Linked DNA regions of Mus musculus: region 1 is linked to region 2. A link is a contact called in public HiChIP or PLAC-seq data. All regions are on one chromosome and are shown on one strand. The core of a region is the stretch at or near the end of the contact, and the rest is flanking DNA. Distances in the headings are between cores, read along the strand shown.

Region 1 (4,307 bases), core at 1,634-4,133, 340 kb after region 2:
AAAGATTTATTTATTTTACATATATGAGCACACTGTAGCTGTACTGATGGTTGTGAGCTATCATGTGGTTGCTGGAGATTTGAATTCAGGACCTCTGCTCACTCTGCCTCGACCCCGCTTGCTTTGGTCTAAAAATTTATTTATTATTATATCTAAGTACACTGTATCTGTCTTCAGGCACACCAGAAGAGGGCACCAGATCGCTTTATTCGTTGTTGTGAGCCACCATGTGGTTGCTGGGATTTGAACTCAGGACCTTCGGAAGAGCAGTCAGTGCTCTTAACTGCTGAGCCATCTCTCCAGCCCACGGCAGTTCTTTAGAATGTTAGACACGGAGTCTCCGCATGCTTCAGCAATCCATGCCCACGTCTGGATCCAACAGAGACAGCATATGCTAGTACCTGGATGCTCACAGCAGGGGTGAGGTGACTGTTAAAGGTTGTGGGGTTTGTTTCTAAACTGACAAGAAAGAATGTTCTAGAGTGGGCTGTGGTGACATTTGTACAACCTGTGCCATATTGAACATGACTAGACTGCTTTAAATGGGTACATTGGAGAGCACGTGAACTGGGTCCGAGCAAAGCTAGTTAGGACACATTGCCTGTGTGAGGAGGGATCTGTCGATTTGCTCAGGGTTGTATCCTCATTGATTTCTGGTGACTGCAAGGACGTTCAACAGTTGGACAGATGATGCCCACTCTGGGCCAGCCCTCCTGGTTCCCGGATGCCAGAGGATGCTGCCTTAAGCCCAAGTGCATTTGGTACCCATTCAGAGCTCCATCGGTCATTAAAGATGGATGGCGCTGGTTGGGGGATGGGCTGAGGGCGAGGGATAAGTTTCAGAAGAGCAAAGAAGGAATATCCAGTTGAAATATCAAGAAAGAGCTTCAAGGTGTGGAGAAGAGAGTCCTTTCAGATAAGAGTGTGACAGGTGGTCATGTGACCAGACCAGATTAGACCGGAAGCTCCAGGAGAGGAAGAATAGGACTAATTCATTGCTGTGTGCTGGGTCCTCAGCCCGGGAGCTCTCAGTGACATGAAAACCTGCTCAAAGACATGCTTCTGTTGTGAGTGGGTGCCAGTGATGGCCAAGGTGACTGCATTTAAGGGCCAAAACCTCAGGGAATCAGAGGAAAAACAGCCCAGTCATGCACACAGAGAGACAGTCTGAGCACGGCCTCTGTCCGTGTCTTACCCCATCTTCCTGGATTCCCTTTTTCAGAGTCTACTTTCCTTCAGTTCCATTGGGGTTTCAATGCTCTCTGTCCTTTACGCAGCTTCCTTGTTTAGTCAGGATCTGTCAGTCTGGGAGGTGAAGGAGGTATAATGTGGGAAAGTGGATACAGTCATGGTTTCCTCGAGACAGGATGGGAAGAGGCAAGGACAGGGCCCCTGGTTTGCTGTCCCTGCCCTTTTTCCTTTTGTACCCCCACCAAGTGACTCATGTGTTTTGCTCTGAGCAAACCCGTAGCCTTTGTCACCCAGTGGAGTGTACAGATGAGGGCGAGCACTCTTCCTTTCTGAAGAGGGAGACTGCTTTGAGCTGAGGCGCCAGCTCACAGTTCAGACCTGGTTACCTGAAACTCTATCACAAAAAGTCCCTGAGCCAAAGGAGAGGGAGTTAACCTGGAAAGGAAGAACAAGTTGCCAAGAGTTTCAAAACACTGGGGCTCAGGACGCACCTGAGCCACACCCTGCAACCTGTCAGATTCGGTGCTTTGTGGGGGAGAGGATTCTGAGCACTGGCCACTCTCAGAGGTTATTTTGGGGGAGATCCTGTTACCTCATTCCCTCAGCCACCAAGCCAGAAATGTGCAGAGACTGTGGTGGTCATCACAGGTGCTGCCACTTAAGGTTTGGTGCTACCCAGGGGTGGGGTGGAGGTGGGGTTCTTTATAATTCTGGTGCTCAGATTCCCTGCTCTGGCCAGAAAATACATCCACAGAGTTGCACAATCATCAAGAGTGTCTAGTTCTAGAATTCTCATCACCTCAGGAGGCAGCCTCATACCTACAGAGGAGCATCTCCTCCTGGTTACTCCTTAGCTGCAAACTCTAGGAACCTCTGGACTGCTTTCTGTTATGGCGGGCTTGCTTATTCTGTGAGTTTCACATAAACATATGCATTTGTGAATGGCTTTTTCCTCTTAGAGTAACATTTTCAAAGTTCAGTCATGTCGTAGCATGGACCAGCGCTTCATTTTTCTCATGTTTGAAGAAAAATAGTTCATTGTATGGTAATACTATGCATTGTTTAGCCATTCAAAAGTTGATGGACATTTGGGTAGATTCCAGCTTTTGGTTTTCGGGAGCAGCTATGCTATGAACAAGCCCCCTGGCACATCGGTCCAAAACACGGGGAGTAACAATGTGCATTTCTTTTCCAAAGCCATCTTTGGAAAGATGGCTCACACAGGAGGAGTCACTGCCACATCACGTTTCCCCCACTGGATGAAAACAAGGGTTTCATTTGTGTATAGAATGGCCAGTCTGTTGTCATGGGGCTGTCTGGCTCTCCATGTGGCTATGGCTTTGGCTCTCTACCCATGGCCCGCAGCTGGGTTTGGAGCTCATACCACGTCCCACTTTTCTCTGTTGCCTTCCTGTTTTCTCATGCTTTTTAGCTGTCACACAGCCATTCTTTCCCAATGCTCTTTTCCATGTTCTCTTTACTTTTGGAGACAGGGTCTCATGTAGCTCAGGCTGGTCTGGAACACAGGGATGACTTTAAAGTCCTGATTCTCCCCCATCGCTTAGTCCGGATTGTTTGTCAACAAGTGCACTATCATCTCTTCCGCCACCACTCCTCGGCTGCGCAGGCGTACTGCCTCGCCCTTCATAGGCTTTTCCACCAGGACTCCTCGACTGCGCATGCGTAGCTCTTCTCCTTGCCTGGTGATGGAGTAGGGCCGGGTACTTGTGGCTCCGCTGTTCACCAACAATACGCGTTCCCTTCCTACGGAGTGTGTAGGCGATGGCGACGGCCGAGGAAAAGCAGACGTCACCTGAGCCCGTGGCCGCGGACGAGCCCGCGCAGCTGCCGGCCGCCGTACGCGCGAGCGTGGAGCGGAAGCGACAGCGGGCACTGATGCTGCGCCAGGCTCGGCTGGCTGCGCGGCCCTACCCCGCGGCGGCGGCCACCGGAGGTGGGGTCCCCTCCACGGGCGCGCGTAGGGCCTCCCTCCCGCGGGTTTGTGACCGCATCCCGGGCCTTCCCGCTGCGCCTTGGCCGCCCGCTCTGGCTCGGTGTGCGGGAACAGCCGAGCACGCCCGCGTCTCTGTGGTCCCTGGCCTTCCCTGTCGTGCCCTTTGCCCGGCACGTCTATGGTGCAGAGCTTTCAGCCTGCGCCGTCTCCCAGGCCAGCACCCAGCAGAACTGACCCTGACCCAGTCTTTTACATGGGCCGCGCCTTCCAGGGCTCAAAGTAGAATAACACTCGCAGAGCCTAGCACTTGGGAGTTACTCTATTGTATTCTTATGGACACCTTGGAAAATGGAAAGGGCAGGGCTTGGTAACCCTGTTTTACTGAGTGGCATGTTGCCCTGGGTTCATTTTGGCTATACTTGGCATTTTAGGGTAGCCCCTGTCTTGCTGTTTTCCGGTTTTAATGTCCGTTGTGCTTTAGGCTGCTGGTATTGCTCTTTGGAGTAATTCACCCGAGTTATTTCTACAAAAGTAATTTACTTCTTTTCAATCCCTCTTTCACAACTCCACTATATATATATATATGTGTGTGTGTGTGTGTGTGTGTGTGTGTGTGTGTGTATGTATATACATATATACATATACACACATATGTATGTATATATTTATATATATATACACACACATATGTGTGTGTGTGTTAAGTACTTGTTTTGGCAGCAGGTATAAATAATAATGCGTATATTTTATGGCTGTTTGTACCTTTAGACTTGCCATTGAATTTGATTTGTTGCTCTTGACCAGCAGAGCTGGCTTGTAACTAACTAGCTTAGATTTGAATCTTTCAAAATAAATCGAAAGCCCTTACTTACCATTTTGTAAAGTAAAAAGTACTTTTCATTATCTTTGTTGGTTATAGTGCAGATCTTGTAAGTCCGAAATTGCACCCTCAGTTTCTCATTATTTGTAGGCGGATGGACACTGTTGGATAAATGGCTTACCAATGTCCATCTACCTGCTGGCAACGTCTAGAGTCATGAGAGTTTCTACAACGTCAGACAGCCTGGCAAGTGCAGAGACAGTATAGTTCAGTTCCACACGAGAAGTCCAGAGCACTAGGAAAGCTAGAAGTAGCCGAAGTAGTAGCCTGATTGCTGGGCCT
Region 2 (4,155 bases), core at 201-2,700:
TCTAGAATAAATTATTTAAATTATTTCATAGCAAGGGAGAGGGATATTTGTCATCTTTTTTTTCTTTTGAAGATTTTGTCATATTTTTTTAAGATTATGTTTTTATGTTCTTGGGCTAATGGAGCAACACTGCCCCCTGACACAGTGACCACCCAAGCAGCAAAGCCGCCCTCGGCTCCTTCCTTCTTGCCTTGGGAGCTTTCTTTCTGATGACTCAGGAACTTTGTGTGAATGAGGGAGAACGCTTGGAGATGAGCTTGTACCCACCTTAGCTCTACAATAATTCTGCTTCCTAGAACAAAACTTGAGGTTGTATCCCAGAGGGAAACGGGAATCAAGATACGGACCTATGCTTTTCATATGAAACCGTGCCTGAAGCCGTTTGAGTGATTGTTTGAATGTTTCTTAAATTCCTTGTACCTTTGTAAAAAAGTAAATAAAAAAATAATTAAGAAATAAAAGTTAAAATAGACACAGAATCGTGCAATGTAAGAATATGACAATCTACTGTGGGTGGTAATTCCTGCCTGTAATCCCAGTTCATGGAAGGCTGAGGCAGGAAGATTGAAAATTCCAGACCAGCTTGGGCAAAGGAGTCTAAGACTCTGCCTCAACCAAAATAATAATAAATAATAACACCAGACTCGATATTGCAATGCTTGGCGATTTCCTTTTTGTTAATTCGTTCTACAAGTACCAATTTAGCACTAGGTGTCTGGACCAGATGATACCGGACCAGGTTGGCAAACTGGTCAGTAAGGTCCGAATACCCTTGAAGTGCTTCCACTTGTGTTTGAGAGAATTCGTGAGGGGCAGGATGGGGCAGGGTGGTCAGGCGGCTGTGGGTGGAGAATGGACGCTTCCTGAAGAAGGAGATAAGCCACACCTCCATGTGATTGGGGGACAGTGAGCAGCAGCTATACCTTAAGCAAGAACTGCAAAATGCCCCGGCTAGAAACAGGGTGGGTCATTCACCCATCAAGGCAAGAGAAATCAGAACATCTTCAGGGCCTGGGGCTTTGAAGTTTTAGCCTGAAGATAATTGGGGCTTCTTGGAAGTATGTTCCAACTTCACCCCCACCTGCCCCCACATGGCTGACCATAGGGAGGAAGCACTACAGGAAAAGAACAAAATGAGGTGTAGAAAATGTAGGCCCTCTGGGCAGGCCACACCACCTACTACGCACCTCCGCAGTTTGCCAGAAGCCCAACATCATCAACAAGCGGGAAGCCAACCTTCCAGTGAGCCCATCAGTGCAAGCACCCGCGTTCCTATCTATAGTGACCTCCTCCTCCTCAAGGTGAGAAAGAGTGGAAGGATGCTGTGCCGCGGATCCAGCACTAGGTGGGACCAAGCATCAACTCTCCAGCAGGTCATCGCCCCTCCAGTTTGCCACTGGGAGCTGGGTCGCCCGCCCCGCCCCGCCCCGCCCCTCCCCGAGCAAGGTTTCGATTTCTGCACCAACCCAACCCGACCACACTGCACAGAGAACAGCGGTTGCCACTGAGAATGGCGAGCGAGACTACCGAGGCGCGGGCGCCCTTTCAGCCCGACGGGGCGTATGGCTGGCGCTGTCCGGAGCACAGCGAACGCCCGGCTGAGCTCTTCTGTCGCCGCTGCGGCCGCTGTGTGTGCGCGCTCTGCCCGGTTCTGGGTGCGCACCGCGGCCACCCGGTGGGCCTGGCCGAGGAGGAGGCTGTGCGTGTGCAGGTGGGAAGCCGCGAGGGCGTGCACCGCAGGTCTGGGCGGGCGGAGATTGAGCACAAGAGTAACCGTCAAAGGAGGGTCAAATCCCGTTAGGACAGGGAAACTAAAGGGGGACCCTGAGGTCCTCTAGATAGTAGACAGTAGGATCGGGAGGCAGAACCCTATGGAAGTGCAAAAGTTGCTCAAACCACCAGCGAAGCTTCCCAAGATTGGCTTGGGGTACAGGAGGCTCAAGCTGGTTAGTACTCACACGTTCTTTACCGCTTCTGCTAGGGCAACTCCCCAACCAGAGTCAAGGACGCGGGAGGGACGTTCGCCTAACAGAGCACAGGGGAGGATGAAGTTGGAAAATTGGGAGTTTACAGCCAACCTGTGATATGTAGAGAGACTATCTCAAAAGACCAGATTGTAGAAAAAGAAAACTGTATGTATGCGTGTGTTCCATGAAGCCTGGAAATGTCTCTGGACCCTGGAGTTCATAAAAGGCCATTCTGAACTGGGACCTGATGGCCTATGTTGTTTTGCTAAGTCAATAAGGTCCCTCTTCCTGCCTTGAATCCGGCTCCTCCCCCTATGCAAATACACCACTGTCCCCTCTCCCACCCCACCCACGGAAGAGGCTTGTTAATCACAGCCTTATCTTCTATAGATAACGAGAAAGCAGGACCCCCAGCCGGCTGCCCTGGCTCTGCAGAATCTATTCTCCTCTCTGCATTTGAGGAAGGCAAGCTAGCCAGAACCTTCTGAACCCCCGGGGCTGATTTTATGTTTATCTCCAAGAAGTCTTTGTAATTCTGCCCAAAGCACCTTCCTTTCTGCTCTCTCCTGACTTAACCACCCTTGACAAGACTACAACTCCAATCTGAATTGGGCCTGAGGGAGGACAGTCTGACTAGTGGAGTCCTGCCCCTGCTTCCAGAACCATCCTTCAGCAACTGTGAAATGACTGCTAATAAGGATCCTCAAATGCTGCTACTCGGAGACCCAAGGCTATGCGTCAACCTAGGCACCCTTCCTCTGTCTATCCACAGAGCCATTCCTTCATCAAGCACATACTCAGCACTCAGCGCCATGGCTTGTACCGTGAGCCAAGTCAGAAATCAGATCCTCGCCGCATCTGGATGAGTTAGTTGCCTGGTTGGTCAGGGGTAGGATAGTAGCACTGCAATGTACTACATATCATACTAGGGAGCCCAGGGTGGTGGCCAGTGAGAGCCAGAAAATAGAACTTGGGGCAGGAAGCCACGCAAGCACTTCCCCAGGGAAGTGCCATTGGGTGGACATGAGCTCTTCTGTCGCCGCTGTGGCCGCTCCGTGTGGGCGCTCTGCCGGGTTCTGGGTGCGTACCGCCGCCACCCGGTGGGCCTGGCCGAGGAGGAGGCTGTGCGCGTGCAGGTGGGAAGCCGCGAGGGCGAGCGTGCAGCGCAGGTCTGGGCGGGCGGAGTTTGAGCACAGGAGTAACCGTCAAGGAAGCGCTTTGAAGGGTAAATAGAATTTCATGGGATCAGGAGACAGAAATTCCAGTGGCTGGAGGTGGAGATCCTAAACCAGAGAGCTAGGGTATCCTTGGGCCAGCTTGAGCAATAGGTGGCTTAGATGTCCCAGATGATGAGTATGTGGAAGCTGAAGCCAAGGCTGACCCCCTTCCCTGCCCCCATTTACCACTGCGGCAAATGCTTGTTGGATGCTAACATGGCAAAGTGACCTGCACTGAGCATGTGCGGCTGGCCAGCCACTCTGATCTCATTTACTCCACACAGCAAACCTGCTTGCGATGGAGGAAACAGATTTTGAGCACATGGCTGTAGAGCGAGGACTAGGACCTAGGTTTATTCTTCCTCTAGAGCTCATAACGCCTGCCAGCCTCCTTGAGCTTCCAGCTCTCCCCTGGAAATTGACATGCCTTAGTATTATTACTCTTGGCTGATTAAGAGTCCAGACCCCGAGGGCTAGAGAGATCGCTCAGCGGTTAAGAGCACTGACTGCTCTTCCAGAGGTCCTGAGTTCAATTCCCAACAACCACATGGTGGCTCATAACCATCTGTAAAGGGATCTGGCACCCTCTTCTGGTGTGTCTGAAGACAGCTATAGTGTATTCATATACATAAAATAAATAATTCTTTTTTTAAAAAAGTTCAGGCCCCATCCCCACCCCTGTTCTCAAGAGTTAGGCCCAGGTGCCAAGTGGAAGACCAGCTGTAGAGAAGGCTAAGGTGGAAATAGCTACCCCTTGGAGGGAAGAGACCCAAACCAGGTATTAGAAAAAGCAACTTCGCCGGGCGTGGTGGCGCACGCCTTTAATCCCAGCACTCGGGAGGCAGAGGCAGGCGGATTTCTGAGTTCGAGGCCAGCCTGGTCTACAAAGTGAGCTCCAGGACAGCCAGGGCTATACAGAGAAACCCTGTCTCGAAAAACCAAAAAAAAAAAAAAAAAAAAAAAAAAGAAAA

The links. HiChIP or PLAC-seq counts read pairs in DNA pulled down with a chosen protein or histone mark.
Region 1: a contact with region 2 is called in an H3K4me3 HiChIP or PLAC-seq map of the 230-238 cell line, with 12 read pairs. The contact joins the promoter of Xpa here to the promoter of Trim14 in region 2. A contact is called at or near these places in 6 of 39 promoter capture datasets (embryonic stem cells, hematopoietic stem and progenitor cells, hippocampal neurons and 3 more), 6 of 484 Hi-C or Micro-C datasets (the Ba/F3 cell line, the N1E-115 cell line and embryonic stem cells), 2 of 115 datasets of contacts at active chromatin or transcription factors (the 230-238 cell line and pancreatic cancer cells) and 1 of 9 other capture datasets (liver).

What each region holds. Positions count from the first base shown.
Region 1 is chr4:46,194,887-46,199,193 of GRCm38.p6, reverse strand. It overlaps Xpa (xeroderma pigmentosum, complementation group A), which reads left to right and starts at 2,883. Exons shown (of 6, transcript NM_011728.2): 1 at 2,883-3,145. The coding sequence starts at 2,974.
Region 2 is chr4:46,533,436-46,537,590 of GRCm38.p6, reverse strand. Trim14 (tripartite motif-containing 14) reads left to right here and starts at 1,450. Exons shown (of 6, transcript NM_029077.4): 1 at 1,450-1,711. The coding sequence starts at 1,511. Coro2a (coronin, actin binding protein 2A) reads left to right here. Exons shown (of 12, transcript NM_001164804.1): 12 at 1-654. Gm16731 (predicted gene, 16731) reads right to left here and starts at 1,690. Exons shown (of 4, transcript NR_151695.1): 1 at 1,528-1,690; 2 at 268-420.